Regions from separate parts of the Bicyclus anynana genome. Here region 2 is linked to region 1. The links are chromatin contacts, called in public Hi-C maps. All regions are on one chromosome and are shown on one strand. The core of a region is the stretch at or near the end of the contact, and the rest is flanking DNA. Distances in the headings are between cores, read along the strand shown.

Region 1 (3,984 bases), core at 296-2,795:
TCATTTTTATAAATATATATTATTAGATTATTATTAAAGATGTCATCAAAGTTATCAGTAAAGGAGTCAGATTTTTCCACTAGTATGAAGTCACAGGTGTCTGCTAGTCTTAATTAATATTATACAGACTTTATTTTTTGTTTGTTACTGATAGGCTCCCAAACTACAGAACTGATTTTAAAAATTCTTCACCAATGGAAAACAACATTATCAGCAAGTGATCAGTTATATGCTATATTTTATACTTATGATTTATGTATCTTTTGGAATCTCCATATTTCCACTTCTATAAAACATGTATATAAGTACTGCAATGTATTGTTAAATTCAGCAAAGAGTTAGTCACCTTGAAAATTGAGATTAACATATCGTGCATAATTTTAAATCCATGGTCACATCATAACAAAGAATAGGAATAATTTTTATGATTAATTTCAAATTATACTTACAACTAACAATACTACATGTAATAATTAATAATACTTACAACATTATACTAGTTACAGTATAATTAATCACATAAAGCAATATTAATTTCACATTTTTAATTATTATTTCTATGGTAGTTACTAGGTATATCATTCATCTGTGATTTTTATAGTAATTATTTAAATATTTTTCTTACTTATTGTGAAAAGTGGATTTGAATCATAATGTTCTAGTAATGAGTTATTAGTTAATATTCATGAGGCTAAGTTTATTGCAGAGGTAAGTTTATTGAACAGAAAGATGTTACTTAGGTAATTATTTTAAGATTATAGATAATTTATTTTATTAAGTAAATAATTATAATGTATGTGTAATAATTATTATATGTTGTAAACTAACTTTATTGCTCAGTTAGTTTACAAAATATAGGTAAGTTATTTAATTATAATATACACAAAATACAATTAGTATATTTATGAAATTAATTTTCCTGTAATTATTGTAATCCTAGTTTCGTTATTATTCAATTGTAATGAGTTGGCACACATAAATAACATTTGATAGTGCTTTCCATATGGTTAATCATAATTCAATAATAATTAAAATAATAGGACCAAATAAATTAATTAATAGAGATTTCCTAGTATATTAAGACTATCTTAATAGTTTTTGTACACAGCGATCTAAAAATAGCTTACCCATGGCCTTTGTCGCGAATCTGTTCAAAAAATATATTTCAGCAACTTTTCTTAACTCATCTAAGCTATCTCTAAAAATTATTTATTTTTAGCATAATAAATAATCAACAAACAAATTCAAACAAACCATTTTTAAACAAATAAAACTAGATCTAAAGTACTTTTATCAATAATAATTATACAACATTAAACAGCAGTTAAAAGTCGCAACTTACATGAGAAAATAATTCTTCGGGTACAGCGACGCTTTTTGTATCTTCTAAATAATTATTCCAATCGAATTCCATTGTTTAGCAAACTACGGTTTAGTTAGGGACTTCATTAACTTCATTGGTTTAAAATTGATTTTAATTTAAGCTCTACATGAAAACGAAACTTCAGCACCCTTCCTTTGGAGTTTTTTTACTGAATGAAATTGAAAAAATATTGAAGTTCATTCGAATTTATTTTTCCATCTGGTAACTCAGTTACAGTCAAAGATACATCCGGTTTCCGTAATTTCCGCTAAAATACGTAGACAGAGAAAAAAGTTTTTTTTAAACTGGGTTTGCAGCTCTGAGTTCTAACTCATTCGAGCCCATTGGTTTGTGCTTAGCTGTACCTCAGACGAGTTATATAGGGACCTGCCTCACTAGCCTTTCCCCTCTGTCAAAGTATGGTCAACGATCCAACGTTAAATATTTTCGATGGCTGTTTAACTCGTCCCCTCAAAAATGACAGACAAATAATTAAGATGTCTGAATTTGAGAGCGATACAAGTCCAATGGTAAATTGGTCTGAGAGTGGGTTATATTCTTTAAGTCTTTTAATAATTTATTATTCAGAGCCGTAAATATATTAAAAAGTTAAATACAATGCATGTACACTGTATCCGTTACGACAATCCAAAGAAAATATCTATCCATGGAAAATTCTTGATAAGCAAAAGCATAGACTACTATTTATAGAAAAAAAATTCAGGCCACAATATAATACTCCCAATTCAGGTTGTTTGTCTGTAACTCTAATTTTTTATTTGATGAGTTGAGTTTTATTTGATTATTATCTATTAATCTGTGGAGTTGAGTTTGATTAGGCAATTTGTCATTCCTGTATTTATTTCTTTGTCAAGATAATTAATTTTTAAAAGGAACAATATGAAACCAGTATTGTACAGTTAAACAAGTGTATAAGTGTTAGCAACTAACGTGACTAATCAGTTAAGATATCGCAGTGCGTTTGTGTCCAAATTATGTGATCACTAAACACTTTCTCTTCGCCGATCGAGAAGTAACATCAAGAATGCAGGACAATATGTTTCAGTCTTTAGCAGCCAACATTTCGAATGGGACCAACGACGAGGGCTGTATGCTCCTGAACACATCGCAGAGTGTAATAATTACGGGGGCGTACAATGGGATACCGCAAACTTTGATTCTTAACGTGATATCATGGACATGTTTGATATTATTGTTTACGGTTCTGCGGCGCACGGCGTGGAACTACGGGCGTATGGCGCTCGTGCAGCGGTCGAAGAGCAGGTGGACGAATTTGTTTTACCGCGGCGGAGATAACGACGCTTTGGTAGAGAGACGACGGAGTGCAGACGAGTCTCTGAGCATCGACGAAGGGTTCTTCGCCTGGCTGCCGGCCGTGTTCCGCCTTACCCGCGAGCACGTCCTCGCTAAATGCGGCCCAGATGCCGTCCACTACCTCTCCTTCCAGAGACACGCGATAACGCTTATGTTCATCGTCACGTTAGTCTCCATAGGTATAATTTTACCAATCAACTTCCAAGGATCATACCAACTGGACGCAAACACGTTCAGTCGCACTACTCTATCCAACATAAACGGGCAATCGCCTTGGCTATGGGTACATACACTGATGAGTATTTTATTTTTGCCTATATCAGTTCTAATCATGAGAAGATGCACTGGCAGGAAACCAGTCCCCACCTCGATGACTGGTACTATTATGATTACAAACATTTCGAGAGCTGATAGAAACGAGGCCACTATACGAGGATATTTTACACACAACTTCCCACACATACAAATTGTGGATCTCCGCCTTGCTTACAACATCAACAAGTTGAATGAAGTACAAGAGAAGAAGGAAATGGTGAGTGAAGCTCTGATATACACAGATACATATTTCAGGAAGACGGGAAAGAGGATTACTGTCAAACCAACTCTTTGCGGGCCTGAAGTTGATGCCTTAGAATATTACACAGTGGAAGAGAAACGTCTCAAAGATGAGGCCAAAAGATGTAAAGCTATGGTCCTCAATGACCCGTTAGGCATTGCTTTCTTAACTCTACCTTCCTACCAACTCGCTGAGCATGTCATCAACCATTTTAGCTTACATAGGGGTTGGGTTTTAACCCATGCCACAAACCCATCTGATATTATTTGGGAGAATTTATCAGTGCAGCCCGGTATCTGGTATGTCAAGGCCATCTTAATCAATTGTTGCCTTTTCATAGTCCTGTTCTTCTTGACAACACCAGCTTTTATTGTTAACCTCTTTAGAACAGTGGTTGTAAAGCCAGAGAGCTTGGACCGCATCAGCACCGTGATTTTCGAGTTCCTACCGACTTTGCTCCTGTGGACTATGGCAGCAGTGATGCCAGCAATTGTGGCATTCTCCGATAAGTTCCTTTCACATTGGACTAAATCTCAACAGAACTACTCCATTATGACCAAAACTACATCATATCTGTTACTTATGACTTTAATTCTGCCATCATTAGGGCTGGCCAGTGCAGATGCCTTATTGCGGTGGACGTGGCACCACGAAAACGACACAATGCGATGGGAATGTGTCTTCCTCCCTGACAAGGGTGCTTTCTTTGTAAATTATGTGATCACCTCAG
Region 2 (4,397 bases), core at 143-2,642, 170 kb before region 1:
ATTATTTAAATAATTTTAAATAATAATAAATTTATGAGTTTGTAGCCTTGCTGTCTGGAAACCCCATCATGCTGGTGGCCCCTGGTATTCTACCTGCCATTCCACCCTATAGTTATGCCACTGTGTTTATCAAATTATATTTTGTTTTTTGTTATTGGACCAACCTTCTTAATATACGATAATATTGTCATGAGGCATTTGTCTTTTTATTAAATCCTAATGATTTAGACCTATGTGTTGCATTATAATTGATATTTTTTTAAAAAAATAAAATTAATATCTTGCAAAAAATTAAGATTTGTATTTTGAAAAAAACAGCTTTTTTTTCCAAAGCATCAAGGCGATGACGCTTAATCAGTAAATAAATTAAATTCTTTGCGTCAGTGTAAGTGAGTGTGTGTGTTACATGGTGTGTAACATATGGGTGGGTGTTATATGGTGTAACGTAAAACATTTCACCATTTTTTTTTTCGTGTTCGTGTGCCGATGGCTCCATGTGGGACCACTACGGTGACACCGGGGGGTTTGGGCGAGCGCAGAAGCTTCGCCTGATGAGACCCGAAGGCTGAAATAAAGATAGTAGAAAAATAAAGAAAGTCAATGGAAGTCGTTATTGCGTACGAACCACGGTGCGCCCAATTTGTCGCAGAAACCGGTTTTGTAATGTTTGGAGCGGCTTATAGGTAGTTTTGGGACGGTGGGCAAACACTACACTAGCGTAGGTTTAAGATCGGACGAGTCGTGGTTTTATAAAGCGTTAGCTTTGAACGGAGGTGCAATTTTTTTTTTGTTTATCATTGCGTAAAGGCGGTGCATTGCAGTGCAACCTTTTTCCACGCTTTATTGATGTGCATGGAGAAGCAAGCATGCGGTTGTCAAAGGTTACGCCCAGGTATTTTGGCAGTACATTGCCAGGGGATGGGAGCTCCATAAAGGGAGACTTCTTTGATTACGGGTTTTTTTTCGGAGGACCGGTTTGCCAGTGAAAAGCACGGCTGCGCTTTTCTCTGGGTTGACTTCTATCCGCCAGAGGCGGAACCATTTGCCTATAACGTTAACTGCCTTCTGTAGGTGGACTCTAATGGAACGCCGGTCTAGGTCTACGGCCGACGTGTAAATTTCACCAGAGTAAATAGCTTTAGGTAAGCGTTATAAAAAAAATGTTCTGGAAGTTGGAGCATCATAAAATCCGGGTCTGTCTAGTGAAATGAGTCATGAGTTAAGAACCGGCCGGCGGCCTCGGGGCACGGGCCACCGGCTCGAATATCCTAATATCTACTAAAGTGTTTTTTTTCAATATTTTTTTATCTCTATATCTAATCTGTGGGTAAACATTAAAATCTTCATTTGTCGTCTGTGGTTATTAAAATCGATACAGCTGTCAAATTGTCTATGGTTTTCAAATTTCAGCAGCCATTTGTTATCGTGATTTTGTACAGCGCAAGGAAAAATTGAATAAAAATGTTGCGATCCACTTCAGGTAGATTAGTAAATGCACTAAAAAAATCTCTGGTTTCACCCACTAGGGTATGCGCCATCAATGCTGTGAGGAGATCGCACGATGGTCCCCAGGAATCCGACGAAGAATTCGATGCCAGGTTAGTGTTAAAAATTAATGTTATGTAACAGAATATATGTTATCTTTTCTCCTTTACATATTGTTATCATATTAAATTTAGTATACTATGCAGAGTCCTAAAGTTGCGAATATTGAGCTATTCCAATTTGCTCTGATCTTAAAAATCTGAACCCTGAAAAAGCTCTATTATTAATTAGTAGACAACTTTTTGGTTAGGTTAGGTTTTTATCTTTATTTTTTTACACATCTACAACAAGTAGCGTCAATATGAAAATGTACATTAATGCCTACTGGACAGTTATGTCACAGTTATTGATGAAATCATACTAAACTAACAGATCAAGTTAAAAGTATGTTTAATTCAGGCTATCTCTAAAACACACCCAATTATTTCAGTAGTTTTTGTGTGATATTTCTATACCTTGCAGTTCTGGTTTGCATATACACTAATGAAGATATATACACATTTTAGAACTTAACTCCTTGGTCCTAGACCTAGGTGAAACAATACATTAGAGCTTATCACGAGACCAGGCTATAAAAGTACTTCTCTGTGGTGATAAAGTTATAGATATAGATATATATTCTAAAATACATTATAATTATTTGAATAACAAATAAGCAAAAACATCATATGAACCACTATTAGGATATTTTCCACTGATGTCTACCAATTCCCACTGTGCCTTCTTGCAATTCATGTCTAGTTACCCTGTAGGCCTATCATTAGTCAACAACATATCTTGAATTGAAAAGAGAAAAAGACATATTGTTAGCCAATAGTTGTAGAGTTAAAATATAGCTCTCCCTTTAGTCCCAACACCATGAAAGAGAGAAAGCGATTTGAGTGTGCTGCTATTGGTTGACATTTGTCTTTCTTTTTCTCGATATATGTTGTGGTGTGTATGTTAGGCTTTAAAGCACGCCTATCTTTGCCTCAGCTGTCGCTCTTTTTAGTTTACCTGTGAACATTAACATTCATTTCTCCCAAGTGTGTGATCACTTCTACTTCAGTTTCCTGATAGTGGCCCTAAATTCTTTAGTTCTTACAAATTGTTTTTACATTCTTTGTTTGAAAGTCTAATTACCAAGAAACTTCTGGACTCTAGAAGGATGCACGGTTCAAAAAGTTTACCTTTGTTATCCTTCTCCCTAAATATGATTACTACTTCCCATTTATCACAGACAAATACAATTTAATTATTTTAAACTTATTTCGTGGTTGTTCATTATGAATATTATTTAAACGGGTACATACCACGATAAAACAACACAACTGGATTGAAATATCGACATTAAAAAATTGTTATGGATAATACATACAAGTACAGTTGTAAAAGCATATAAAATATTTTTAAAATTTCAGGTATGAAGCATTCTTCAACCGACGAGATATTGATGGCTGGGAGATTCGCAAGGGAATGAATGACCTGTGCGGTATGGACTTGGTGCCTGACCCGAAGATCATAAGCGCAGCCATGCGTGCTTGCAGGAGGGTGAACGACTACGCCCTGGCTGTTAGGTTAGTCTGTTTATTTTTTGACTAAGAAAAGAGGTTTCTATTTGGTTACTTGGTAAAAAAATGTTATCTAAAATACAGTCCTATTACCTGGACATATTGAACTGATATTACTGTAACTGTTATCAAGATTAAACTATTATCGTTAAACTGGTATTGACATTGCTGCCTTGTGAGACAGCCAGGTAACATAAACATTATAATCTTTTTAACATAAAAGTGGAACCAACTAAACATATTTCAATTAACTTCAGTGACATATTTCAGTTATTATGATTTTAACACAAAATTACTAAACCAATTTTCATGAAAATGAAATGCGACCAATCTGGAAGTATATTCTTTTTAAAAAAAAAAGAATTTTCAACATTGGTTAACAAATGACACGAGGTAACAAACATTAAAAAAACACATGTGTCGAATTGAGAACCTCCTATTTTGAAGTTGGTTAATAAATTGTGTTTGATCCACTCTATATCTATATCTACATCCACTCTAATCTATCCATTCTAAGCGTCGGATTTAGCGACTTTATACTGAGTACCACTTTTACAAGTGTTATACTATAAATCTTTGCTTTGTTTGGGTGTCCCTAGATAGCACAGTTTTTTTTTAATATGTACAAACATTTCTCAATCACAGACAACATTGTTTTTTTTAATTCAACTATGGTTTTGTTTATAGTCAATGAATTGAAACACATCTACTTTCCACAGGTTCATTGAAGCTTGCAAAGAAAAGTGTGGTGACAAGGTGGCTGAAATCTACCCCTACATCATCCAGGAAATCAAACCCACACTCACCGAACTTGGAATTGACACCCCTGAAGAGCTTGGCTATGACAAACCTGAACTTGCTCTAGAGACTGTATATGAGCAGTAAGATTTAATTAGGAGTTTGTGCGATAGTAGTTTTTATTTAATTTAATGGCAAGGCCACCTTCAACATGAGTATTCCATTTTGTTTTGCCTTACAATTACAAACAGTTGTTATTAAAATAAATGTTTCTCTAATACAGGTATGTTAGAAAACTATTAGTTGTTTTATTTTAATTAACCAATTTCAAAAAGTAGGAGGTTCTTAAGTAGATTGGTATGGTTTTTTTTTAATTTTGTAAACAAGAATTAGATTTTTTATTCAGTGCCCATTTAGTGGTGTTCTTAAAGTATGTAAAAATAAATATATGAAGTGGTGTGCGACTTCAAAGTGATCAATAGTTTAGTATGTGAACCTGAGGTAATATTATGATAATCTTAATCTATGTTATGTAGAGCATGATAATTTTTTGTCTATGTTATA

The links. Hi-C and Micro-C count contacts between places; a contact is called where the count stands out from the background.
Region 2: a contact with region 1 is called in a Hi-C map of whole body, with 1.8 times the contacts expected there. The contact joins the promoter of LOC112048368 here to the promoter of LOC112056718 in region 1. A contact is called at or near these places in 2 of 2 Hi-C or Micro-C datasets (whole body and whole larva).

What each region holds. Positions count from the first base shown.
Region 1 is chr1:18,180,015-18,183,998 of ilBicAnyn1.1, reverse strand. It overlaps LOC112056718 (scm-like with four MBT domains protein 1), which reads right to left and starts at 1,545. Exons shown (of 12, transcript XM_052881186.1): 1 at 1,343-1,545. The coding sequence starts at 1,414. It overlaps LOC112044278 (CSC1-like protein 2), which reads left to right and starts at 2,117. Exons shown (of 1, transcript XM_024080075.2): 1 at 2,117-3,984. The coding sequence starts at 2,409.
Region 2 is chr1:18,344,922-18,349,318 of ilBicAnyn1.1, reverse strand. LOC112048368 (cytochrome c oxidase subunit 5A, mitochondrial) reads left to right here and starts at 1,392. Exons shown (of 3, transcript XM_024085866.2): 1 at 1,392-1,598; 2 at 2,946-3,101; 3 at 3,815-4,132. The coding sequence starts at 1,462. The coding sequence ends at 3,980. LOC112048357 (bifunctional arginine demethylase and lysyl-hydroxylase PSR) reads left to right here. Exons shown (of 3, transcript XM_024085855.2): 3 at 1-195.